Regions from separate parts of the Mus musculus genome. Here regions 1, 3 and 4 are each linked to region 2. The links are chromatin contacts, called in public Hi-C maps. All regions are on one chromosome and are shown on one strand. Each heading gives the region's core, a stretch centred on a gene start, on an enhancer-like site or on the middle of the called end of the contact. The rest is flanking DNA. Distances are from core to core; before and after follow the strand shown.

Region 1 (6,988 bases), core at 4,270-6,769, 140 kb after region 2:
AAAGCCTAAAAAATAAATGCACAAGAAAGAAAATACATAATTATAGAACTAGTGAACTAAATGGAAATTATAGCTGCAATACTCGGAACATTTCTCTGCTGATTTCTACAGTAGCAGCAAGAGATTCAGATAACCAAATAACAAAAAAGAACTGCATATTTTTCCCCTTCAAAGAGAAATACCAGCAAAGGTACTGAACATGGAAAAAAAGAGGTTGGGAGAGAAGAGAGGCCTGTAATTTTGCCTGTGCTACAGAGGCACCCTGTGACCACAAAGAATTTCTGCTGATCTTTTTATTTCCCCAATTTTTTTTGAACTAGAAAAAAATGTCTAAAAAAAAAAAAACCCTATAAATAGAAATATCTTCTCCTTATTGAATTATATGGAATTCTTAGTGCAAATTAATGAACAGAATAATGTGTTTTCTTTGGCATTTTTATACATGCACATAGTGTATTCTCTAACCTAGGGTCAGGCTCTGCCCATGCCTTGGGCATTTCAAAGCAGGTTCTGGAAGACTTGCGGTCAATCCACTCCTCACAGAAGGGAAGTTTCCCTTCACCTTTGTGAAGGGCCTGGCTGGTCTCTGGTGGGCAACATTGTTGCCTGCTTACTCCCTAAGACTCTCCAGCACCTCAGATGGGTCCTGAAGAAGTCCTTAACAGATGTTCTTCCTACACAGTAGGAAGGAAAACACAGTATATTCCTTTAGCATGAGCCATGTGAAATTGCCCTTTTAAAAGCAAGTCAGACATACTCAAACACATTCTAAATTTAGCTTCCTATGTAACATGCCTCATGGATGTTTGGATGCCTTTTTTTTTTAACACATCCTGCAAATGGGGGAATACTCGGCTGTTGTGATACCACACTTCCAGCTCTGCTTTATCAGATAGCTGTGGTTTCAAAGCATGAACAAGGTCAGCACTGTTTCCAAAAAAAGAGCACTAGCCTGGGGTGCTGAGCTCATTCCCTAGAGCTCACAAGAAGCTGCTGAGAGCCCCATCCTCCACTTGGAAACAAAGCCTCCTAGATGTTCATAGTCTCCTTCTCGCTAAGCAAATTATGGCCCAGTGTTGAAGGAGTGCACAGACTGGGGGAATCTATTGACAGGAGGAGGAGCTGTAGACAGTTTGGCATTCATCTGTTGATGGGAAGCAGCAGGGCCCAGACGAGGTCCAGCCCCTTCCATTAAGTCCTATAAATCTTGACAAGTTAATCCATCTGGATTACATCTTCCCCATCATAAACACAAGAACAACGATGTGTGCCATGATGTTTGGGCATCAGGGAAAGGAAAGGAAAATGAGTTTCCTAAACCGTCAAGTGTTATCCAAACAGCAGGAACTACTGCAGAGTCGTGGATCTTGCCATACTGGGGATCTCCCGGGGATGCCAGAAATGAGTCAATACCACATCTACAGACATAGTGGACGTTAAGCAACACATCAATAGCTGGGTGGGGGATGTCTGTATGGAATGGTGTGCTGTGAGAGGAGACATGCTAAGGGTGAGAGATTGTATCTGTGATCTTACGGCATTGCATTGTATTTTTCAAATGCTAATGTTTTTAATGTGGCAAAAATACATCCTAGGATAATCACTGCCCAAATGTATGTACTCCTTGCACAGCGTATAGAACTGTCCCTACCTCATCCTACCCCAATGACCTCAGGGCCACTGATCCCAAGCCAAGGAAAGCATCCTTGTGGGAAAGAATCTAGAAATGTCCCTTCCCACCCGTTATATTGAAAACACAGTATATTCCTTTAGCATGAGCCATGTGAAATGGCCCTTTTAAAAGCAAGGCAGACATACTCAAATATTGGCCTTCTCACATAGTTCAAACTGGCCAGAGACTGAGCCAGCTAGAGCTCACAGCTTAATGCTTGTTAAAGCTTGATCCTTCTCTGGCATCAAGGGGAGGGGAGGCCCTTGGTCCTGTGGAGGCTCGATGCCCCCATGTAGGGAGATGCTGGAGTAGTGAGGCAGGTGTGGGTGAGTGGGTGGAGGAGCACCCTCATAGAGGCAAAGGGAAGGGGGATAGGATGGGGGAATTGTGGAGGGGAAACTAGGAAGGGGTACATTTGAAATGGAAATAAAATAACCAATTTAAAAAAAAAAAAAAAAGCTCGACCCATATACTTCATTTCATCTTTCCCTCCAGTCTCCCAAGTTTTTCTTTTCTTTTTTTTTTTTAGATATTTTCTTTATTTACATTTGAAATGTTATCCCTTCCCTAGTTTCCCCTCTGAAAATTCCCTATCCTCTCCATCCCTCTGCTCCCCAACACACTGCTTCCAGGCTCTGGCATTCTCCTATACTGGGGCATCGAACCTTCCCAGGACCAAAGGCCTCTGCTAAAGCACCTCTTATAAACTTGTACATTCAAAACACAGCACCTCAAAGGAAGTAATAAAAAAATAAAAAAATAAAAAAGAGCCCCTGACGGCTCCCTTGTTTCCCCCAGAACTACAGGCCCTCTCAAGGTCAGCAACTCTTTTTACTTTAATTTCCCTTTTCTTTTTCTGCTTAAATAATGGAACTCTGACTTCCATATTAGCACTCTTAGAAGAAACACAAGGTAAGAGTTTTTCTCTGCCTCAGAAGAGCTCTGTCTGCCGCCCTGCCAAGGTCTTTAGCTGAGGGACAGAGGCCCCCAAATATCACAGAATTTAATCAACTTTGAGTATTAATCTTACCTAAATATTAATCTCAAAAGATTCACAGAAATATCCAGAATATACATAAGCAAATATATATATTGGTACTGGCTACTCTTGCAGAAGACCTGAGTTCAACTCCTAGCATATACAAGGCCACTCACACCTGTCTTTTAGTCCAAGCCCAGGCGATTCAGTGTCCTCTCCTGACCTCTGTGGGCACCGGGCATGTACATAATACACAGCCATCCATGCAGGCAAAACACCCCCACACAAAATAAATAAATAAAACACTGTATCTCCTACTCCTGCTAGATCTGCATTCTTATATCTACTTTGACATAATAAAAATATTCCCAAAGGTCCTTTGTGTGCTTGCGACGGGTGGTAGGGCAGGCGGGTCTCCCGTTTCTGGTCTCCCTAAGTGCCTGATGGTCTCTGGTGGGCAACAGTGTTGCCTGTTCACTCCCTGAGACTCTCCAGCATGTCAGGCAGGTGACATCTTACCTTGAAGACTCCTATTCAGTTTTAAATTTTATCAAACACTTTGAGATAAATCTTTCTTACATAACCAACTTTGGAAACCACTGGCACACTGAAAATAATCGCACACAGCCTCTTCCTGTCAAAAGCCAAACAAAAAACAAAGAACAAAAAGCACAAAAACAAAACAAAAAAATTAACAAAGATCTTGCTGCTTCGAACTGCTTATGAAAGAGGAGATAATGGGCCAAGACACACTGAATTACTTCTTGTTCTGTCAATCATCCTTTCCCACGAACCTCTGAACCCATTCACTAAGACTTCATTTGCCCAACTGTCCTTTACGGAGCCCATTGAAAGACACATGAGATAGAGCAACTAAGAAAACTCACTTTGAAGTTCACTTCCATGCACCCTTTAAGGGCATCTGGATATAGTCTCTGGGAACAACTTGCAAAGCCCTCTGAGAACATGGATCAGGGTGGTTGTGAAGGAAAATTAACCTCCGAGCAATATCTCACTTTGAGACTTAAGTCAGAGTTCAAACTCATTGGGATACCCGCCACCCCATTGGCTTTTTAAAATTCAAGTTGTCAAATAAGATTCACCTAATCATATATACAGCATTCTTATCTGGGTATTGCTAGTTAAATGACTATCACAGCAGCTAAAGCTTAGAAGAACAGAGCAATGGTCATCACTTAAAGGTCTGTGGAGGGAGAGAGAACGGAGAGAAAAACCTAATAAATGTGACTGTAAATAATTGTATATTTATTAGTGAACCACTGAATGGGCTCAGCAGTGTTTCAGTGTGAATCCACATTCCTCTGCATTTGCCTGAGTCTCTGTCTGGATCTCTATGTTCTCTCCCTGGAGGAGAGGGACATGCAATGTGAGCCTTTCCTCCTTGTTTTCTTAGAAGACTGACCCGGAGGATGCTCAAGGAGCCAGAACCTTGAGTGGTGCACTCACCAAGGACACCATGAAGTTAAAGCACCATGCTCACACATCAGAATGTTAACCTGATATACAGTCTTACCACCGACCTACCATCTGCTTTCCCAAGATAAGAAAGGCTGTGTCTCAAGAACCATTTCCAAGGCTGTGTCTGCATTCCTGAGAGCTAAGCAATGATCTAATTATATTATTATTACTCACTTAGTTTATTTTGGTTTTGTTTTAATTTTCGGGGTAAGCAGATTGGAAAGTAGGGGGACGAGTGATCACACTGTCTATTGTTTCCTGAAAGATCTCACTGTAGTCTGTTTCCCAGGGATGTGGTAATAATGGCTGCCCCACAGATCAGGGCAAAGAAAAGAGTAAAGACAGAAATCCGATTTTTCATAAGTAGGGGTTAGAGAGATGGCTCGGGCAGCTGAAGGCACTTGCTAATCTTGTAGACGAACCACATTTGGTTCTTAGAACCAACATGGAGGCTCAAAACTGTCTGTGACTCCAGGTGTGGGTGATTGGGTGCTGCCTTCTGTCCTCTGCGTGCACAGGGCACACAGAGGATATGCGTACAACATCCATGCAGGCACGTGTACATATGACAAAAAAATAAATCTTTATAAAGGAAGATATTCACAAATGAGCCTAGGTGTGTGGTATGCCAACCCTGTTCTTTCTCTTCCAATGTGATTCCTGGAAGAAACTAATTTGTCCATGATACATCTGTCCACTGTGGCTCTCGAAGGCCTTCTTTCCTGGACTTGGGTCATCACTGATCGACTAGGCTAAATATTCCGTCCAAAGCATCCACCCAGGCTTGAAACCAGGAGTCTCTCGACAAAGCTCAGCACTAATAACTTCAGGGTTGACAGACAGTCCACCACATGTTCTAGCCAGCAAAGGAAGATGGCCCCAAAGGAAATGAAGCCACTGAGCTGGAATCAGAGACCTGAAAATCCCAATGTCTACTCCTAGTCCCTTTCTGAAGCTGGACTACCTTCCCAACTCTCAGACCCATTCCTGGTGTCTTAGAAACAAGCCATGGTTGTTCATTAAACCTCTTGGAGTTAATTTCTACTCCCTTCAGCCCAGCCCCCATGCTGATACCACGAGGGTTTATTTTGGTTTGGGGAAGGATAAGGAGCCACACTGTCGCCTTTCTGGTCAGACACAGTCGTTGTAGAAATTACCTCTTTCCCATGGAGTCCTCTGAGCCGAGACTGGAATTTGGTACATTAGTCATACCTACATTCCACCATCTCTGTCACCTTCTTTACGGAGCAAAGTCCTGCATGAGTGGTGTTCTGAACAAATACATTGTTTGACAGGAGGCAGCCATGCCAAGGATCTAGGCCTTGAACTTAGGGGAAGTTGGCAAAGCTTTTCTCCTAGGTGAGGCTACAAAAGACAACGCCCTCTTCAGTCCCAAGCATGAGTGTTTACAAACGACTGACCAGTATGAGCTACAAGAACAACTGCAGAGGCCTCCTCCCAGATGTGCTGTGCAGAACAAACAGTCCGAGGTTCTCAGTCACTGAGGTGGCTGGTGCCGCCTTACCAGAGTGCACACAGTCCTTGTGTCTGTCCTTTCTTCAGATCCTCGACGCCCTTAGACAGGATCCCAGGACCAAACTCTGTGGGATGAGCTCTCTTCTAACTACAGCAAGCTGAAATGCACTAATCTTGAATGTAAAAAAAAAAAAAAGTATATACAACATTCTCTTTGCTAGAGCCTAGCAGATGTGCAGCTGGCCTCTGAGACGTGTATTTTTTTTAATAGGCCATAAAAGGATATCATCCCCGTTGATGGGATTCTGTAGCCTCCTGGGGGAGGAGTTGCACATCATGAATATGTAAGAAGAGAAAGAATGAGCATGAGGAATGCTTGCTGACTTCTTAATTTCATTTTTATTCCCATTTTCCTTCTTAATCTCCTTGTGCAGAGCGAAAACCCACACTGGTTCATTACCTATCTCTCCATCTCTACCACAAGTCCATGTCCATTCTGTCTGCCAATCCCATGGCACTTCCTGATCTCCCAATGCATCCACACATATGTCTATAATATTATATTCTAAACACATCATTTGATGTGCATTTTACCTCTCTCTCTCCCTCCCTTCCCCTCTCCTCCCTCCATCCCCCTCCCCTTCTTCCCCCTCCCTCTCTATCTCTTCCTCCCCTCACTATGTCCCCCTTCCCCTGTCCCTTCTATGTCCCCTTCATAACCACCAGGCTATATATTTCAAGAGGCTGGGACTCACTGCTATAGCCCCAGTGCCTCCATCATATGGACGGGTCCAGATCCATGCAACAGATCTTTTATATTTCCGGCTTCTATTTCCTTGACTAACTGTGACTGGTGCAGAAATTAACAGATTACAGAGACAACGAGGCCTGATATTAGGGGTCAGAGTTTATTGTCCCCAGGCATTTCTTTCCTAGCCTTTCTGTTCCGTGATTTTACAAGTAGCCATACAGACTAATGGGAACCTCAGAACCTTTCAGCACATCTAACCAACACTTCAAGTTTTCTCCAAGTTCTTCAAGAATGGTTTTCTAGATTGAATAAAAGTATACTCTTAATTCAAACCTCCATTCGACTATCTTCTTTCTTTGGAATGTTTTGGGACTTCCCTTTATTCCTGTTTTTCCCTTTATATATCTTGTGACATGGCATTTATTTATCTAGCCAATAACTTCAGTCATGAATGCCAATAAAACTTTGTTATAGCAACTTGAATATGGATACAATCTCTAAGACCTTTTTTTACTCTTTAACATTAAAATTGTTTTCGTCCTGTTTGCCACAGTCTCCCCATATCATCTTCCTTTGATCCAGAACCAGGGGTGTGACTTGGTGGTGTGCGCTTTGTGTATACAGGCCCTGG
Region 2 (7,035 bases), core at 1,973-4,472:
GCTACTCATATCCTTCTGTGGTCCCGACTTGCAGTGCAAGTGCAGTGCAAGTGGCTGCTACTCACATTCCATTTACATAGATTCTTGGATGCAGGAAGTAGGGAAAGACAGACAGCTCTGTACACAGCATCATGAAGGATGCCTTAATTGTCCTCCTGTGCATTAGGCAAAAGCCTGCTCAGGATTACTATGTAATTTCTAAGGAATTTAAGAGTTAACATCAGTTCCACATAATACAGGCCTCCCCTGGGCTCCCTAAAAAGTTCTTTTGTGTCTAGGATTAAGTGGGCTCAGTTGGTTGATACAGGCTGAATAAGGGCACAATGCCTAGGCTCAGCCCAGCCAATCCTTCCAGAAGGGTCCTGATTACTTCCTGCAGCTTGGATGCCTTTTCTTCTTCCAGTGCTTGGTGACTCTGGGAGACAGCACCTTGCAGCCACCCTAGCAGTTAAGACATTTGAAACAAACCCAATATCTTTTACTAGAAGTAATTAAGGAAAAAAAATCAACAAAAACTAAATGTTGGATACATTATAGAAATGTAATCAGAAATAAAGATGTGGCTCTGGTAAAAATTCCCCAAGTAGGGATTCAACAGTATTTCAAAAATCCTTACACTGTAGATAAGTGTATTTTTCCCCCTGTATACTTTGATTTATTCAGGCAGGGGGCTTTTAAAGAGGGAGAGGTTCACTATCTCTTTAGCTACCAGAACAGAATGCCTTTGATCTCAGGCATCCTACTTTGTGGACACAGTAGCCAGGCTTCCTGGGAGGTCAGAGCTGGGCACCATCACTCTTGTCCTTGACTAAGGTTAATGACATCCTCAGACTTTGTTGTATGTTGCTTTGATGAACCAGAGATCCCCCGCCTTTGGTGGCAGAGAAAGCCCTCAAAGCTCTGGAATTTATCTCCACTTCAGTAAAGTTTTTTTTTAGGTTTTTAGGGTTAGACTGTGTTGTCTCATTGGAATTAATTTTGACATGTTTTGGCATAGCAGAGCAATTGTTCAGTAGACAGTGGCACTTTCTGAGCTTGGTGGCTAACAATTATAAAATCTTAGGTAACAGCAGCAACTCATGCCCATAAAATATTTTGTGTCCCTAAATCATTACCAAGTCAGAAGGACACTAGAACACAAGGGATCAACACTCGACTCCTTCCTGAAAGATGCCCAGTTTTCATGGTATGCACGCAATTCAGATGATTCGATTTGCAACTAACTTTTAGCTTATTTCTTTTTTAGATACTGAATGGGAGTGGCCGTATCCGATACTGCCTTGATTTAACAGGTAAGGATGCTACAGGATCTAAGACTGATGTGCTCAGACGATGCTTGGTTGGTGAGTATAAGAGCTGTTTCTGACTTGCTAGCTATTTTTCAGTGTTTGACTGGCATGAGGCGGTCCTGATCTATGACCCGTGGTAAACGCTTCAGGGTCACTTTATTCAGATGCAGAGGGCCCCTTCCTTGGATGGCATTTCCCTCAGTTCTTAAGTCTCTATGGTTCCAAAATGGATCACACAAGAAGGAGATGTGAGAAACTGACTAGATTTGATACCGAGAGGTCATCTTTGCCTGTCACGTCACATCAAAAGACAGCCCTGGAGTCCACTCACACATCAGTAGTTAGGGTCAATCTCTAAGAAAAAGGCTTTTCTTAGCTTGGTGGGAAATGCAGAACAGAGCAATGAGAAGAGGGAAAATATTTTCCCTATCTAGCTTATTTAATTACATTGTTTCACAAGCCAGCCCCTCTCTAAAAATTACTATTGTGCAAATGCTTCCAGCATCGTTTGCTGCCTGCTGCTTACAATTTAGCATAAATTTGCCAGATGCAAATCATGTAATTAATCAGCCTTGAGGTGACGTGATAGCCGTGCCCTCGGAATCACAGCAGAAGTCAGAGCAAAGCCTCTGCTCTTCTTGGGTGGTTGTCACGTTTGCAACTTGGGCTGATGTGAAGATGTATCCGCCACACTCGGACCAGTTGCTGTGCCCCGGAGTTCACTGCAGCCTTCAGAATGGGGACAGCTGAGATCTTGACAAATTCCAGCATGAGAAGCTGAGCATCTCCAAGCATTTCGTAGTTTGCCTCAGCTGCGTGCAAGAAAGCATGTTCCCATCCCACGCTGGGCAAGGCCTCCTGCACTGGAGGAGACAGTTGTTATACCACCAGGAAAATGAGCAACCCCACAATACTGTTCAGAGGGCTCCAGTCTGCAGTATCCAGGACAGGCAGTAAGCTTTCCTTCAGCGTCCCTGCACTATAATGAATCATCTTCAAGATGACTTCTGCATTGTGGAAATGTCTGTTAAAGACGGTGAGAATTGTGCTCTCGATGGGAAACAGTAATTGAGCCCTGAAAAGGTTTTTTTTGTTGTTGTTGTTGTTGTTTATTCTAATTCAGCTGTGAAACTCAGAGAATGGGCCTCCACTGCTGATTACAAATCTTGGCATTTAGGTGTTTTTCTAGCAAAAGGCATCTTCGTTGTGCACTTAGTTCCTCTGAGCCTAATGACTTGTTCCTCACTGTGCAGTTTCAACAGCCTTTCTTGACCTAAACTTTCAAGAGATAGTTAAAAATGCAAGCAAGATGCTATGTTTCTCTTAGTGTATCATTTATCATCTCTTTCTGATTTTGGACTGTATCCTTCCATGATTACTGTTGCAAATAAACGGGAGGAAGAAGAGACAGGCAAGGGGTAAGCCACCTCAGCCTAGCATTACTTCTGCTCTCTCCCTGGACTCTACTTGACCTGGCCTGAAACCAGGGGTTTTGAGTACCCGCCACCAGTCACTGCAGGTGCAGTGGGAAGCCTGCTGATAGAATTCACAGGAAGGAAGAGACATTTTAGTGACCTTTGGGCAGGAAACACCCTCTGCTCTTTGACTGACAGCTTTGAGCTTTGGCCTGGGAAGCCTGTTGGTTTTGGCTGAAATTTAATATCTGGTTAATGCCGGTTTTGTCACCAAGAAGTCTGCTTGATACGTAAACCTGTCAAAGGTTGAGAAAAGTCCACTTCCCTGGGTACTTCCAGGATGCCCCCACACCTACGTGGATCCATTTTGTGACGATTTGAGGGAAACTGCTGTTGTGTACACCAAGTATTTGCTTTTCGTAATCTATACTGTCGGCACGTCGGCCATGTGTCCAGTGTTCGTGTCCTGACCTGGAAGGTCTGGGGTGCACCCTGAGAAGGACTGTGACTTGGAAACAAGTTACGCCCAGAGCAGCTGCAAGCTGTGCTCATTTGCTTTCCGTCCTCTAAGTTCAGTGTGTGGGTGGAAGGGAGGGTGTGCAAATAAAGTGACTGGAAAGATTTTGGTTTAACATTTAACTGCTCAACAGTGATTATCTCCGAGCGTTTCTCCATGGGGACTGAAACCCTTGCTGCTGGCTCATCCCCAGCGTCCCCCGCTCTGCCTTGCACAGAGTAGGTGACGATGAATGCATTTGTCAGGGCTTGCTGAGTTGCAGATTATATGCATATTTCATATTTTATAAAGTTATTTTACAAGGAGGAGCATATGTTTTAACAGTGGAAGGTGGTATCTTGCCGATGCTTCATATGCGACTCCTATCATTTGCATGAATCGGATATCAGCGAGTCCATCCAGAAATGGAAATCTTATACATTTGGGAGGAACGGAAGATGTACAGTTGGCTGTTCACCCAAACATTTCCAGGGTGGATCAGGGTGATTTAGGAAAACTGGGCCTGACACTGTGGCCAAGGCCTCCTGCCAAGTTTGAGTGCTTGTGGTCAGTGGTGAGCTGATACAATAAAATTCCCTTCATAGTAAGAGAAAAGGACACACTCCATTGTCTTCCAAGGCGGTGACCTTCTCCTGCTTACTGGTGACGGAGAGGTCAGGCCACTGTGGACATCTCTGCCTAGAGAGATGCATTCTGCTGGAGCAGCTTCAGGTTTAAAGAAGACAGACAGACAGACAGGTATTGGCCTGGATACAGACTTCACAGCAGGCCAGAGACCTGAATGAATCACTCGAGTGGGCCAGCGACCACTTCCAGCCTACTGCTCCTTCTTCCCTGTAATTTGCTCAAAGACAAAGCAACGCTTCAAGTGTTACTCATACACGCTCAATAGGAGTCTAGTCGTCATCATTATCCGATTCTAACTCTTCTGCAAGCTTTGCTAAATCCAACTTCACCTAATGTGTCATTGTCACATTCTCCAGGAACTTGCTGCAGTATGGACAGATGCTGGCTCCACAGCACTGGTCGCTGGCTGTGAGTGAGGCAGGCCTGCGACTACAGCAGCTCATCCTTTCCTTACTGGATACAATAGAGGACCTCTCAGCCTCCTTGGATGGCATAACGGCCTTGGCAAAGAGGCTGAATCCTATGGCTGCCCTTGCCTTTTCTCTTACAGCAGCAAGCTCTGACATACCATGCTGAGCCAACAGTGTCAGAGGGTGCCAACAGTGTCACCCTAGGTTTCTGAATGTTCCCTGCCAAGTTGAGCCACTTAGATTTTAGGGGATCACAGGCTACTGGGGCACAGAGCAGCCTTCCCTGACTAACACATTGGTAAACATGTTGAAGATGTAATGTACTTACTCAAGATAAAAGAGGCCACACCCAGAATCCAGAAACACACTCACGCTCAAGAGTGAGCTCAGAGAATGCGCACTTTAGGATTCAGGATCGCGGCCCCTCTTCTTTCCTGTGCAAGTAACTTATACAAATGACAGGACTCATTTATTTAGTGCTTTAGTCAGGGTTACCTTTGCTGTGATGAGACACCATGACCAAAAGAAAGTTGGGGAGGGAAGGATTTATTTGGCTTACGCTTCTATATCACTGTTCATCACTGAAAGGATGTCAGGACAAGAAGCCAGGCAGGAGCAAATGCAGAGGCTGTGGAGGGGTGGTGCTTACTGGCTTGTTCTTCATGGCTTGCTCAGCTTGCTTTCTTATAGAACCTAGGACCACCAGGCCAGGGGTGGCCCCACCCACAATGGCCTGGAACCTCCTCCCTCAATCACCAATTAAGAAAATGCCCTACAGGCTTGCCTACAGCTGAATCTTACGGAGACATTTTCTTGATTGAGGCTTCCTCCTGTCCAGTGACTCTCTAGCTTGTGTCAAGTTGACATGACACTATACTGATAAACATTTGGCAAGTTGCCATGGAGCAAGGTACCTTTTAGATGTTGTAAATTTAACACTGGACAAAAATCAAAACAGAAAAAATTCTCTGCACTCATGGGTCATAGACTCAATGGATCTTGGATAAATAAAATAAGATAAAATAAAGCAAATAGGTAAGGTGGGAAAGAAATTGGATTTCAGAAAATGAAAAGCATGACGGGCAGTGGTGGTGCACTCCTTCAATCCCAGCACTTGGCAGCAGAAGCAGAAGCAGGTTCAATGCCAGCCTGGGCTACAGAGTGAGTTCCAGGACAACCAGGGCTACACCCCCCCCCCACACACACACCAAGCAAAACAAAACAAAAACAAAAAACAAAATTAAAAACAAAGCAAACAAACAAAACAGCAAGTGAGAAGCTCTAGGGGAGGGAACTACCATCATCTCTGACATTGCCTGGACCCCAGGAGCCTTCAGTGAATAAGGGCCACATCATGAGAGCACACTGCCATCTGTAAGCTTGAAGTTTCCCTCCAGTTCTGTCTTAGCCCCGTCTAACATACTTTCTGTATGCCTGTGGCCCTGAGAACTTTCCCCGACTTTGTCCATTGCCCAAGAAAATAGGAATGAGAGGTTTTGACATCAGTGAAGAAGTAGGTCTGTCTCCGTCAGAGATTTTCCTTACGACTCTCCACAGAACAACAGACATGCTTGTTCGTCTTCTCTGACTTTTGACTCTTGCCCACCGCCTTCTCCTACTCCACTCCAGTCTTTGCTGGGTTCCATTTTTCCCTCACAAGCTAGTCTTGACTCTTGGTGCTTAACGCTGGCTGGCCTTTAAGCTTCTCAGGTGACTCTCAATTCCTCTTCAGTGACACATCTTGTTCCCCAAATTAGAGATGTCAGATACCTCACCCTCCCCATCATTTGTAGGGGCCTTTTCCACCTTTAGCCCTTGGGCACTTGGAAAGCTACATTGTAAGCCTATAATCCCTCTTCATGTCTCCTCTCCTCCTGGCTTTAGGTAATTAAGCTAATGGTGGACAACTGAGCTACACTAATCCTTTAGTTTATGGGTATTTAAAAAAAAAAAAAAAAAAAGACGAGCCGGGAAGGCTGTTTTCTGTCTCCTAAATGTGAATTAATTCATGCAGACAGAGCACACGAGTTAATGGTTTGAACCAGAGCTGAAAAGCCACCATGTAGCACTGTTCTCAGATGCACGGCAAGCCAAAGTTTTGAGGCAGTAGAAAGTCTAAGTAGACAGACAAGGTTATGTAGCAAAGCAGGAAAAACAGAGCCGACATCGGAGACGGCCCAGAAAGGGAGAAAAGTCACAGAAGACAAACAAGTGTGCTTGTTGTTCTGTGGAGTCCAGTGAGACAGCTTTGTGGTGCTCACCCTCGAAAGGCTGCCAAACCAAACATGAGTTCTCAAGTGACTCTGACAAGCCTCCTCCTCTTCTTTGTAAGTAGAAAAGCCTGGTCAAAAGACCAGCCCTAACTAGCTCTTTTTCCTTCTGCACGGGCTCTAACCATTTTGCTTCCTTGACCATGTGAGGAAGACATGAATTTGTTCCCAACTCCCCAAAATCAGAAGACAAGACTAAAGCATGATTTCCAAAAAGATAAGAAGATGGCAACAGAGACTCTAAGTGTAAAACGCGTCTTGAGAATGACAACCCAATCAGCAGCTAGAGCTGGGATGTGCCCCGGCTGCCCATGTTGCTAAGATTCTACTTATCGGTGTGCACAGGCTAGCCCTATGGCTATGCCTCAGAGTTCCTGCTTAGGGCTTAAGTGTGATGTGAGTCTTAGCACCCTGACATGAAATCTGCCCGTTTTCCCGGTACTTGGTACCCTGCTTTGCTTGGCAGTGAACCTCCCCAGGAACTCAACCTTTGCTGACATTTTTCTT
Region 3 (6,149 bases), core at 2,634-5,133, 210 kb after region 2:
AACAGAAGACCTAATTTCTTCCTCACTAAATAACCATATAGCAAGTATCAGTTAATCCCTATGCCCCAAAGTAATAATAGTGTTTAGTAATAATGTTGGAAAAATACTAATTTTATTTATCATAATCATTATAATAATTTTACAATTAGAATACACTAATGCTTAGAAGAAACCTTTACCTTCTAAAAGTAAGGCAGTTTCTGTGAAAATGACTATCTATATTAGTGGAAAATGTGGTGAAATGAGTACACAGAATCAATAATATACCAAGGATTCTTTTTTAAGGACTTGTTTTCTGTGCACACCTACCTGTACGAAGGAACAATCAGCGGTTGACCTCAGCTGTCTTCTCAATCACCTTCCACCTTATTTTTTGAGATTGTGTCTCTCACTGAACCTGGAGCTGGTCTAGCTGGTCAGCAAGCCCAGGGATCCCCCTCTGCCCCCTGCCCCCTGCCCCTGCCTCCCCCAGTCCTGGAATGACAGGCACTCATTGCTGTACCCAGCTTCTTCATGTGTTGTTATCTAACTGAAGTCCTCTTGCTGTGGACTGAGCCATCTCCCCAGCCGCTTCAAAGGATCCCTTTAAAAGTACAGGGGTTGGAGAGATGGTTCAGTAGTAAAGAGCACTCACTGTTCTTCCAGGAGACCTAAGTTTGGTTCCCAGCATCCACGCTGGGCACTTCACAACAGTCCGTGACTGCAGCTCCAGAGGATCTGATGCCCTCTTCTGGCCTTTCTGGAAACTGCACTCACATGCATAGACACATACACACTTTTTTTCCTTTCTTTTTTTTTAAAGAACAAAGTTAGAAAACTTAGACTACCTGTCTTCAAAAATTTTAATGGATGGCAATGAGCAGAATGTGTTACTGGCAGAGCAGCCAACCAGGAGATCAGTGCAACTGAGCATAATGAATAGCAACAGAGCTGGTGTCATGTTGGACAAAAATGATCAGAGAGATAGAACTCCCAGTCCCAGATGTTGTGATAACATCTGGATATCCATATACAAAGGAAAGCCTTGGCCTCTGTTTCACTCCAAAGACTGAGAACAATTTGTAACAAGCCATATACTAATTATAGAAAGTTAAATGATAAGACTTTTATAAGCAAAGTTGAGAGAATACCTTCAATACTTGGGGGTACACAAATGCATTTCATATAGATATTCCCAGTTACAAATAGGCTTGATTGCTGGGCATGGTGGCACACTCCTTTAATGTGTGGACTTTAATAAACTCTATTGGTTATTCATATGACCCAGCCAGTCCGCTAATAATAAGGCAGAGTCCTACAGATTTATTTAATCAATTTAGCACAATTATTGGGGATTACCCCAATCTATTTATCTATATGCTTGACTACTTCTTGGCTGCACTACTCAGAGGCTTGCTGCCAGTGTCTGCAGTGTGCAGAGCCTGCTCACGGTGACCCACAAGGGTGCACTGTGCTCTCTTTGCACCTCAGTACAAAGTGACTTCACAGAGACAACTTGTAAGTGACCATGGTGGGAATGCTTATTCCCATGGAATCAGCAACTTAGCCCTTTACTGGTGATTTGACAGTAGATGCCTCCTCTTCCTCTACATTCTCTTCTTCTTCCTCCTCTTCTTCCTCCATTTTTTTTAGGAAAACCAGTTAAAAGTATTTACTGTTTAACCAAAGACCAATTAAAAAGTCAGTTCTTATAAATCTAGATGCATATTTAGTCTCTGATTCAGGTAGTTTATAAAAATCATACTGTAGAAATGTTCATGACAGTTTTATCCACAGTCATCCAGGTTAGCCATGATCCTATCAGCAGTCGAATGACAAAACATATTGTGGTATAACCATGAGTGGAAGAGTTCTCAACAGCAGCAGCAACAAAAAATGAACTCCAGAACACCCACTAATACGAATGTATCTCAGGCCGGGTGCCATCAACAGATGAGTGGATAAGGGAAATCATGGCAGACATACACGACAGCGCATCAGTCTGCCATTAGTGCATGAAACTGCTGCTTGCAAGAGAATGGATGGATCTAGGGGTTGTGTCAAGCAAAATGAGCCAGATTCAGAAAGACCAATACATATTTTCTCTCTTATAGGGAATCTAGATTTAAAGAGAGATTGGAAAATAAAAGAAAATCTATTAGAAGATAGGAAGCGGGATGGAGGAAAGAGAGTGTTGGGGGTAAATACGACTGACCGAAATGCATCGTATGTGTGTTTGAAAAGGTCACAATAAAACTGATACTTTATACAGTTAGCATACACTGATTTTGAAAACAAAGCCTTATATATAGGAGTGTTCAAACTGAGGTTCAAACAAGAGAACAGCAGTTCCATCTTTCTGGAGTAATGAGAATGTTCTGTTCTCTGATGACGAAGGGCTACACGCGTGTGTGCATGTCACTCTCGATGCAGTGGTGTTTCAGAGTGGTGACGTCCTGCAGGTGGAATACACAAGGATCAGGCCAGCACCTTTTGTCGGGAGAGATAACTAGAACACTTGGTTCTTTCTCTTTACATCAAATGTGACTACAATGAGACGTCTATGAGCTACAACCGGGACAACCATCGTGACATCTTGAACTTGTAGACCCCAAACTACGAGACACATATTTCTTTCGTTTATCAGAATTGCCTAATTTAGTGCTCACAACCACTCTTGTAAATTCAAGGTTAGAATCATTCCCATGTTGCCTCAAGTCCACAGCATATAAGTGAGAAATGGCATCACCTCAAATGAAATGTCCTGTGTGGGAAACAGGAATGGAGGATCGGAGGATGGGGGATGGTGGTGGGGGGTGAAGGATGGGGTAGGGGTGGAGGTGAGGGTGGCAGAGAAAAGAGGACAACCTGAACTGGCAGCAACTAGAGATGGGGTATTGTTTGGTCAGTCCTTGTTTCTAGCACTTTAGTTTGTGAGGCTTGGTGAAAACCCAATGTGTCCCTTATTCAAAATTTACCAAAAATACCAAGAAGACATCTGCAGAGCATTAAACCAAAGATCAACCCCTTCTAGAGCTGTTGGGCACCAGACACAGGAGACTGCTGCAGAACCCCATTGAACCACCACAGGAAAGGTGTCAGGCCATGTGAGGCTGCCAGACCCCACTAAAGAACTGGTTTGGGGGTTCCTGGGCCACATGGAGGCCAGGGACGGCAGGTTCTCACTCTCAAGACACCCCAGACACTGTTGTATAATCACAAAAGAGCTGAGAAGAGACCTTCAGGTGGACTCTGTCCTGTGGCCAAAGAGAGAAGGGTAGCCCTGGCAGGTTACTTCAGGGACGAGAGAGTCTGGCTAGCTCAGGTGGCTGGCTTGGTGGGCTGCTTGGATTGCCTGGTGGCTGTGGCTGGAGAGCAGGGAGGCCTCCCGGCAGGAGATTAAACACAGAGCTTGTTAGAGGGAAACCTGCTCCATTGCTCCAGCACAGAGGATCCTGATGAGCAGAGACAGTACATGGTTTTAAGACATTTATTGTAGAAAAGCAGGGGGGGGGGGGGTAGAGAAGCAGAGGGTGGCCATGGCCATGTGGAGAGAGGGGAGAAAGGAGGGGGAGAAGGAGGGAGAGAAGTGAGAGTAAGAGGGGCAAGAGCTTAAGAGAGAGAGAAGGGGCCAAGCAGCCCCTTTTATAGTGGGCTGGGCTACCTTGCTGTTGCCAGGTAACTGTGGAGCAAGGCATACCTGGCTGTAGTCAAGTAACTGTGGGGGTGGAGTCCAGCCAGAATACCAGGAGCTTGAAAAATTGCCCTACATGACTGAAGGCCACAGGATTATGGAGTTGAGGGCTTATGGTGTCAGGTGCCTAGTGTCTGGGAGCGTAGCTCACAGTTCCGTCCCTTAAGATTTTCTACTGGGTCTCCGGAGTAAGCGTTGTTCAACCAGAACACAGACTGCCTTTCACAGTCCAACATAGAGCCATTTCTGTATGGCTAACAAGTCTCAAAGCCCCAGATGTGGACCCTGACTACAAGTCAAAAGGTGCTCACTGTGATTATTATCACTACGAGTTTCTCGAAACACCACGCAACCTCTCCTGTGATTGTTTCTTCCCGTCTTCATGTCTTACAGTTCCACGTGTGAACCCAAGAAACAAAAGGGGCTGAGCACAAACCTGGGCAGCCACAGTGTCTTCCCTAAAGCTATAGTGAAAGCTTTATGTCTCCCCATGAAAGGCTGCTTCTTGTTCCTCCCGAAAACCAAGACCCATTAATCACGAAGGCACCGATCTTCCTCCCAGATTGGCCATCTCAGAAGCAGCTGGGAGGTGCTGGTGATCTTCCACGGCTTCCAAAGAGGCAGGATGCAGTGCCAGGCCAGCAGACTGCAGTGATTACCCACAGCTCCCCTCCAAGTCAGCCGCCCAGCAGGCAGCCACAGAATGCCTCCTGTTTGTACCAGTGCCTTCCAGCCTCAGCATCTCTAACCGAAGAGCTCATTTATGCTGCAGAAAATGGAGACCATGGCACCAATTGAAAGTGCTTAAAAGATAAAGCTCCCATCCGTTTCCAGGCCATGACACTGCAGGTGCAGTTTAGCCGCGTCCTGCCTGTGCAGAGGCTGTGATCAGTATTTCTCAGGTGAACATAAAACACAGTAGTTTTGCTATGGATAATGGGTTGTTCATCACTGCAAAGACTCTTTGTGTGTGTGTGTGTGTGTGTGTGTGTGTGTGTGTGTGTGTGTACAGTTACAAAATGCTTTGTTTCAACTGGAATCAAAATGACAAATCGTTTCACTTCAGAGTTCTGCTGCCTGTCTTGGGAATACTGAATGGCTGGAAGACAGTATGAAGAAGGCCAGGCTAGAAAAAGCACCAGAGACAGGCTCGCTCCCCCATACCCTTTTTGTTTCATTTTTCATCAGCCCCTGCGTTGGCCATTCAGGTTTAAATGATTTCTCTGTAAAGCCGTGACAACTTCACATTTGAGAGTAATGCCCTAATGTACTGGGATGTAGGATGCCTCTGTAGGAGAGGCCATGGGCAGACACTACAACTCCCAGGAAGTCTTTAATTTTAGGGAGGAGCCGCACCGGTTGAAACTGGATATAGTGGGAGGCACTCGATCTGCTGTTGCGGATTCCCTTGCAGTTCCTGGAGCTGCCTCATTAAAGGCTGTGAAAACCATGTTGTCGCATGCAGAAGCCAGCATGCTTCTGAGGTGACTGAGAGGCCCAGATGCTCAGGACTGTGCATATCGCTATGCATTTGTTAAGTAAAAAAAAAGATTCTTCTCTCCTGCAGGACTTCAGAATCTCTAGAATGAAGCCAAGAAATCTGATTTCATCAGGAGGGTGGAGCCTGAACTATTATAGGCTTATGTGTGTATATGTATACCCTAGCCTGCCTCGGAGCGAAGCCAAGCCTTCCCTGGAATAAAGTGAACATGCGACTCTCCCACCAAGACTGGGCATGCAATGGATGGTGTGCCTGGCATGGGTATACCAACTTCTCACCACTCTTAGTTTCTTAGAGAGCCATGAATGCCTTTGAAACCATTTAAGTTCACATCTACTGTGATTATCTAGTCTGAACCAAGAGATGGTGGCACCAGCATCATTGTAAGTAAGATGGGGAAGTATCTGCTTTAAAAAAAATAAATAAATATAATGAGACAAAATCCCTATTTCTAATAGCCTTAAAATATCATCATTAATACCTCTCCATCTTTCTTCAGATCGCTAAATTGGGAAGAAGTCAAACCTGGGAGCCCCAGGAACCTCATGGAAACCTGCTTCTGTGGGTTAATAATTTAACTGTCACACGTGGGGCAAGCACTTAGCTCTAAACCTTTTGTAAAACAGAGGGAATGATCCCACCAGATTTATGTGCTATAAAGACGAGATATGATAATATATGTAAAACATCTAGCACAAGCAGACAATGAACGTGTGTGTGTGTGTGTGTGTGTGTGTATACGCGCATGTGCACACACACACACAATCGACTCCTAGTTCTGCCACCTCTGCTCGCCAAGTCACTGGCATTCCTGCTTCGTGCTGCCTTCTTTGCATGCATGTTAATGATTTCCTGAGGGTGGGTTGAGTGCTATTTTAACAGCCTTGTGTCGTTCTACTTGTTAGCAGTTACAGTGAATAATAAATGCAGCTTATTAATCATTCTGGATGGTCTCCGCAACAGAACACGGCCCTG
Region 4 (6,229 bases), core at 2,349-4,848, 150 kb before region 2:
GCAGTCATTACAACTTATTTACAGAGGCTGGAGAGATGGCTCAGTGGTTAGAGCTCTTCCAGAGGACCTGGGTTCAATTCCCAGCACCCACATGGAGGCTCCACCGCTGTCTGTAGCTCCAGCTCCAGGAGTCCCAAAACCATCACACAGATACACAGGAAAGCCCAATGCCAACGCACACAAAACAACAGCAACAAAAACTAGTTACAAGCGTAGGCCACAACTGCCGTTACTGACATAAAAAGTGTATTTTGGGGTAGATAAGGGACATCTCGGTCAAATTTTTCTGAGAAGAGTTAAAGAGTACAAAAACAAAACCCAAACTGAATTCTCTAAGCCCACCATTCCTATGGGTGAGCTCAGCCATGCCTGAGTACATCTGAGCCAAGGAGCAAGGTACACACAAAGCTGGCATCACTAACTGCTGTTCACAGGAGTGGGGCTGGCATGTTTACTGTGTAAATGTTCTTACTCGATAGTCAGAACAGATTCCTACACTACTCGATTTATTGTAAATAAAGCAAAAGTCAGCCCAGTGCTCTTTCCTGGATACTAATGTAAGGAGCATGTGTAGAAAAGTTCCTTTCCACTTGGGAAAGCAAAACACTCATCTTTAAAATGTGCGTCATTTTACATCCCACACAAGATAGTCTATATCTCACACCTCGCCTCTCTCGACCTTCTCAGGGTCCCTAACTCAAGAGACTTTTGGTGGGAATGGCCACTTTTCTACCGGTCACCACCTGAAGGTCCCAGCAAAACAAACAAACAAACCAAACAAAACCAAAAATCCCAGTGGGCTGAGCAGGATGGGCTGCAGCTTGGGGCAGGTTTCTGCCTGAACTGGGATGAGGCACAGTCTGCGCAGCACACTGCAGATCCACCTCAGATGATTCTGGCAGGCAGCAATGGGTAGGAAGCGGAGCTCTCCTGAAAGGCTTATCAGGTGAAAGATTTGTGTTCTCCTCTGAAAAATGTCATGTTTGGAAAGAGGGTGGGGGAACTGCAAGTCACAGTGAACAAAAACCAACAGCAAGATATAACACAAAAAAGTACACAACGGAAGTATTGAAATCTGTGTGGAGGGAGAGGGAGGGAGGGAGAGGGGGTACTGTGACCCCTTTCAAAGCTTCCTGCTTTCGTCTGATGCTGTTTGAGAAATCAGGTCCTGTGAAGTTAAGCATGCCTCCTCACTGAGTCATGAATTGCTAAATATGTACTTATTCTTCTTTATAACTTCAGTTGCCAGCGACAGTAATTACCTGGCAAATAAAGGCTGAAGTCCTTATTACAAAGGCCAGCCCCTTAAGGAAGGGAAATTGCATGCCGCCCACTCCGGTCGTTTGTCATGAAATTCAATCATTAGTTTTATTTTGTGTGTCTTTCAGGCGAGCCCTAATAAAACCACTTCATCTGGGGCAAATCCCCAGGGGAGAAGCACATTAAGTCAAATTATGTGGAACTGTCCTAGCAGATCCTAAAGAACCTGACTAAATTATACACAGGGCACACCTGGACTCACCGATTGCCAAAAAGAAAATATCCCCTGAAGTCAGAGGCAAGAAGCAACAGGTCCCAATTCAAACCAAGGATTCTTCAACTGGGAGGAATAATGTTTCCCCATTCTCATAATTGACTTGCTTGTTCATTCAGTCATCTGTCCATCCACCATCCATCCACCATCCATCCATCCATCCATCCATCCACCATCCATCCATCCATCCATCCATCGAACATACATCCATCCATCCAACATCCATCTATCCACCATCCATCCATCCATCCATCCATCCATCCATCCACCATCAATCCATCCATCCATCCATCCATCGAACATACATCCATCCATCCAACATCCATCTATCCACCATCCATCCATCCGTCCGTCCATCCACCATCCATCCATCCATTCAAATATACTGGGAACCAAGTACATGCCCAGCATTAAATAGGAGTTAAAGAAACCATCGTGAACAAAGTGACTAGAGTCCAATGGAACAACAAACAATGAACTACAAGCCCTAGAGTGCCAGGAAACAAAAGGTATAAGTCAAAAATGGGAGGGTCTGTGACTTGGAGTCGTGGGAGGTCTCTCTGAGAAGAGAAATTTAGGTACTCGATAGCAGGGAGACTGCCAAGACTGTTAAGTGCAGCAAGGGCCTTTAACACATTAGCACAAGGCACTTAGCGCCATGATTTATGGAATGAGAAGGGAACTAGGAATTTAGAGGACTAGCCAGAACACACCCAAATCAAGCAACTGTTATGTGTGGAGCCAATTCCTAAATTCTGGATAAAAGCAGCCAAGAAATGGCAGCTATCCTGAAGCCCTGGCCAGTGAAGGCAGGCATGTCCTCCATGTACATGCGTTCAGTGTACTCCCCAGTAAATCCTGTTTACCTACTAATGAGCCAGCTGACCTCTCCATGCTGTTAACACAAGCGTATCAACATCAATGAGAAGTTGGGGTCAGAGGATGTCTGTCCCTTTCCTCCATTTCCCCCAATTCCTGAAGCTGTGACCTTGTGGATAAAGACCAGATCTCAGTAAACAAATGAAAAGAAACACTATGGTTTTTATTTCCATAAGAAAGACCAAAAGCCATCAATTTGGCATTTTCAAATCACTGCATTTTATCTTTAAAATTAATAATAATAATAATAATAATAATAATAATAATAAAGTCTAGAAGTATAGCTCAGCAGTTAAGAGCACCGACTGCTCCTTCAGAGGTCCTGACTTCAATTCCCAGCAACCACATCGTGGTTCACAACCATCTGTATGGAATCTGAGGCCCTCTTCTGGTGTGTCTGAAGAGAGCAACAGTGTACTCACAGACATAAAATAACTAAAATAGATCTTTAAATATAATAATAATAACCATGTATTTCTTTTATGGGAAGAAACAAGTTTAGAAGCAATTTCTAGTTCCTATCTCTGAGAAGCAACAGAGAAGAGATCGGCCGGCAGCATGGATAGCTCCGTATAATTGAACCAAACTGAAAAATTGACTGTGACTCAGATCTTAGCTTCAGAGAAGATACAGCCCTGGGATGGCACTCATCCTTTGACCAGTTTGTCATAAGCCAAAGCCACTGAGCCAACCTAGGCCCTGCCGAGCAGCCAGCAGCTGCCATCCCTAACAGAACGCTCCCGGCAAACTGCACTGTTGGACATTCACCTTTGTGGGTGTCCATCTGCATCGGTTCATTCTCAGCAGGAAGAACCTAAGACAGGCAAACGGATCAGAAGAGCCACAGCCAGCGGGGCGTTCCTCACGGCGCCAGGAAAGAAGCTTGAAAGCATTAAGTCTTGGGTTAAAACCATATGAGAGAGCTAAGTGCTCAGAAGAGCTGGTTTTGCCTCCTGTCATGGATCTTAGGATAGGAGAATGGCAGTAAGACACAGTGACACGGGTCAGGTCAGGTGTCTTGAGGTGTTATCTCTGCAGCACAGAGCTGAGGGAACCACTTCTCCAGAGAGCTGACACGGAGGCCCAGTGCATCTCTCCACAAATGGGACATCGCTCACTCACTGCCAGGTGCCTCTTTCTAGGTGACAGCGTTACATCCGTGCCAAACTTGTTCCCAGAAACTTATCAGCCACACGGAAACTACAAAGCTATCCCTTGCCCAACAAGCTTTAACACACAAAGTTAGCCCTCCGGGCCTGCTTCAAATAACCTCGACTCTATTGAAGCCGGTTAGCACCTGCCTATCAAAGGCTCAGCTGAGGTAAGTGATATTTATGAAGCATGACCTAAGAGACTTTGAATCTCCACTTATTCTGGGTCCTACCCTTGAAGCAACTTCCGGCACCAGAATCCTTGGATTGTCTCCTGCAGGCCACCCCCAGCCCCAGGAGTCACCTTTGCTAATTATACAACAGTGCACCCTCTCTCTTTTATCAAGAAGAGTTCACGGTGAACACTGTAAAAGGCATGTTAAGCCTCCGACACGAAATCCCTCCACGGAACGCTTTGCTTACTGTTTCTCCTGTACATCATCACACTTATGTCTGTCTGGCAAATGTTCTACTGGCCCCAAATTTCTAAGTTTTTCACTTAATGCCTAGAATAATTAGTATGTTTCTTTCTCTCCCCCTGACTATCTGTAAACAGCTGTATTTCCCTTTGATTCCGTATTTACAAGCCACAGCCATCCTTGCCAGCTACACTCATACTAAACACTAGCATAAGTGCTTTCCCCTCCACGGCCTGGGACTGTCTATTTCTAATTAAGAGTTATTAACACGCTATTTAGCTGTATCTACCTTAAGTGTGGGCAGACACAGAGATTAATATGTGAGCTGGGTCAAACCTTTGCAGAAGACAGACTGAGGTGCAATGAAATCAAACCACACCTGACATCCTGAGTTAGCACCAACACTGCCCTCAAGTAACCCCATAGAACTGTAGGTCACACTCATGTGAAGTGGACTGGGGTAGTTATTCCCCACCCAACCTGCCAAAAGGCCAAGGTAGGCTATGTAGAGGGCTGTCCAAAGTCAACACACACACACACACACACACACACACACAAAAACCACTGCCAAGTTCTGTGGCAATCCAACCCAGGTCCCTCCTAGGCTTCATCTGGAAGTGCCAATGGCTTTCGGTGACCAACCTCCTCGCCACTGGCCATCCTGTGCGCCAGGTCCTTGAGGTTCCTCATCATTCTCTCGTCCCGGAAGTCATACGGAAATGTTTCTGTCCACTCTGTCAAGAGCTGAAGGATTTTAGGTGCAATTTTTCTCATCTGGTTCTAGGGAGAAAAGGAAATCTGCGTCAGAGATATCCATCACTGTGGTCCTCGATAAATAAACAACCAAGTAACTGGTGTGGCTGGCTGACGTCTAGTGCTGCAAACTCTCTGGAGTGGAAGAGGCATCAAGTGCAGTCAACCAAGGTGGGACTGAGGGTCCTCTGTGACTTTTATTCTATCCTTTGTACTTTTTATTTTATTTTTATTTTGCAGTCCCGGGAATATAACCCACGGTCCTAGAAGCAGGAGATAAGCAGGCTATCACTGAACCACTTTCTGAGCCCTACGCCATGATCTTCACACCCTTCCCAATTCCATATGCACGGTCATGGTGCCATTTAGGCCCCGTCAGCCTGGGGCTGAGCGGGGGGTCACATATGGAGAGATCACAAAACCTAAGCCAGAGCTAGCCAGCCTAATGAAAACAACCATTCAAATGTCGCCTTACCTTATCGCCGTCCCCTTCACTCAGTCGCTGGTGCTCAACACACAGGTGGCAAACCTTAGCCATGAGCTCGTACGGATGCATGAATAACCGAGAACTAAGCAGGAAGGTGAAGATGTATGTCCTCTGCAGCAAGAGAGAGAGAAAAAAATGAGTCGTCACCGTTACAGTCTCTCTGAACTCCATCCCTGCATATTACAACCTTCTTCTACATCGAAGTTAGCAGGCTGCAGGTCGGGCTAAACATCTGCCAATAAGCAGCCTCAGATCCTTTCCCTTAACATACACTAAAAACGAGATAAATTCAATGCCTGGACTAATCCAGAGGACATTTCCTTATGGGTCATCGGGAGGCAGGACATATTCCTTTTCCTGTTGTAATCAAGAATACTGAAATTCAGCCCAGAGAGGCAGAACTGCCTTAAATATGTTGCCCACGTGGAATAAGGTTGTGTGTCCAGATATCATCTCCCGTAACCAATAAACAAACAAACAACCGACCACCCTATTCCCATTCAGTCAAGAACTCTCCGGAGTGTTCAGCGTAGAATACCCAGTATTTGCATCACAACATTCAAAGGCTGACTTGCAACCGTCCTAAGTGGCTCGCTCCAGACTAAGCAGGCGGATGAAGGGCAATGCAACACTACTTTGCTTTAACCACACTGTCTCCTGAGGAGCTGGTGGTGAAGCGGCACTTATTTGTTCTACAGTTCCAGGCTCCCCGTGGAAAGAGGAATTCCACGGACTGTTTGCTTGCCCCCACCCCTCCTCAGGCACCTTTAGTGCTTCATAAACACTTACAGGACTGAACACAGGATTCTTTTTACTTTTGATAACATAGTTCCCTGGGTGCGGGCATATTTGAGAACGCTATGCAATGAATCACACAGAGATAGCTCAGTAAGGGACATTATGGTGAATTACCATTGGCAGGCACACACTCTGCTTTGTGCAACAAGGTTATTATTGTATTTATGAAAACTAATAAATGTGGTCTCCAGGTATTTTCCATGGACTC

Evidence for each region. Hi-C and Micro-C count contacts between places; a contact is called where the count stands out from the background.
Region 1: a contact with region 2 is called in a Hi-C map of liver, with 3 times the contacts expected there. The contact joins two enhancer-like sites. A contact is called at or near these places in 1 of 39 promoter capture datasets (liver), 7 of 484 Hi-C or Micro-C datasets (cerebral cortex, cortical neurons and liver), 2 of 115 datasets of contacts at active chromatin or transcription factors (heart atrium and pancreatic cancer cells) and 1 of 9 other capture datasets (bone marrow-derived macrophages).
Region 3: a Hi-C map of cerebral cortex shows a contact between it and region 2, with 3 times the contacts expected there. The contact joins two enhancer-like sites. A contact is called at or near these places in 4 of 484 Hi-C or Micro-C datasets (cerebral cortex, forebrain, liver and 1 more) and 1 of 9 other capture datasets (embryonic stem cells).
Region 4: a contact with region 2 is called in a Hi-C map of liver, with 3 times the contacts expected there. The contact joins two enhancer-like sites. A contact is called at or near these places in 5 of 39 promoter capture datasets (embryonic stem cells, hematopoietic stem and progenitor cells, liver and 1 more), 18 of 484 Hi-C or Micro-C datasets (B cells, the BV-2 cell line, bone marrow-derived macrophages and 9 more), 7 of 115 datasets of contacts at active chromatin or transcription factors (the HPC-7 cell line, embryonic forebrain, embryonic midbrain and 4 more) and 2 of 9 other capture datasets (adipose tissue and liver).

Annotation. Positions count from the first base shown.
Region 1 is chr5:99,521,657-99,528,644 of GRCm38.p6, forward strand. All of the region lies in intron 2 of A930011G23Rik (RIKEN cDNA A930011G23 gene), which reads right to left. Among named protein-coding and RNA genes, the nearest start is that of Gm35253, 14 kb to the left of the region's middle. Within about 2 kb of position 5,520, at least 21 of the 459 cell types and tissues checked have an H3K27ac peak or open chromatin away from gene starts, as enhancers often do. A contact at or near this core is called in liver, where this site is marked.
Region 2 is chr5:99,384,494-99,391,528 of GRCm38.p6, forward strand. The region is part of intron 2 of A930011G23Rik (RIKEN cDNA A930011G23 gene); the gene reads right to left. Gm35314 (a long non-coding RNA gene) reads left to right here. Exons shown (of 2, transcript XR_389389.4): 2 at 1-3,336. Among named protein-coding and RNA genes, the nearest start is that of Gm35314, 21 kb to the left of the region's middle. Within about 2 kb of position 3,223, at least 53 of the 459 cell types and tissues checked have an H3K27ac peak or open chromatin away from gene starts, as enhancers often do. A contact at or near this core is called in cerebral cortex and liver, where this site is marked.
Region 3 is chr5:99,593,573-99,599,721 of GRCm38.p6, forward strand. The region is part of intron 1 of A930011G23Rik (RIKEN cDNA A930011G23 gene); the gene reads right to left. Among named protein-coding and RNA genes, the nearest start is that of 4930405H06Rik, 18 kb to the right of the region's middle. Within about 2 kb of position 3,884, at least 24 of the 459 cell types and tissues checked have an H3K27ac peak or open chromatin away from gene starts, as enhancers often do. A contact at or near this core is called in cerebral cortex, where this site is marked.
Region 4 is chr5:99,236,198-99,242,426 of GRCm38.p6, forward strand. Rasgef1b (RasGEF domain family, member 1B) reads right to left here. Exons shown (of 14, transcript NM_181318.4): 3 at 5,212-5,334; 4 at 4,626-4,763. Among named protein-coding and RNA genes, the nearest start is that of Rasgef1b, 14 kb to the right of the region's middle. Within about 2 kb of position 3,599, at least 13 of the 459 cell types and tissues checked have an H3K27ac peak or open chromatin away from gene starts, as enhancers often do. A contact at or near this core is called in liver, where this site is marked.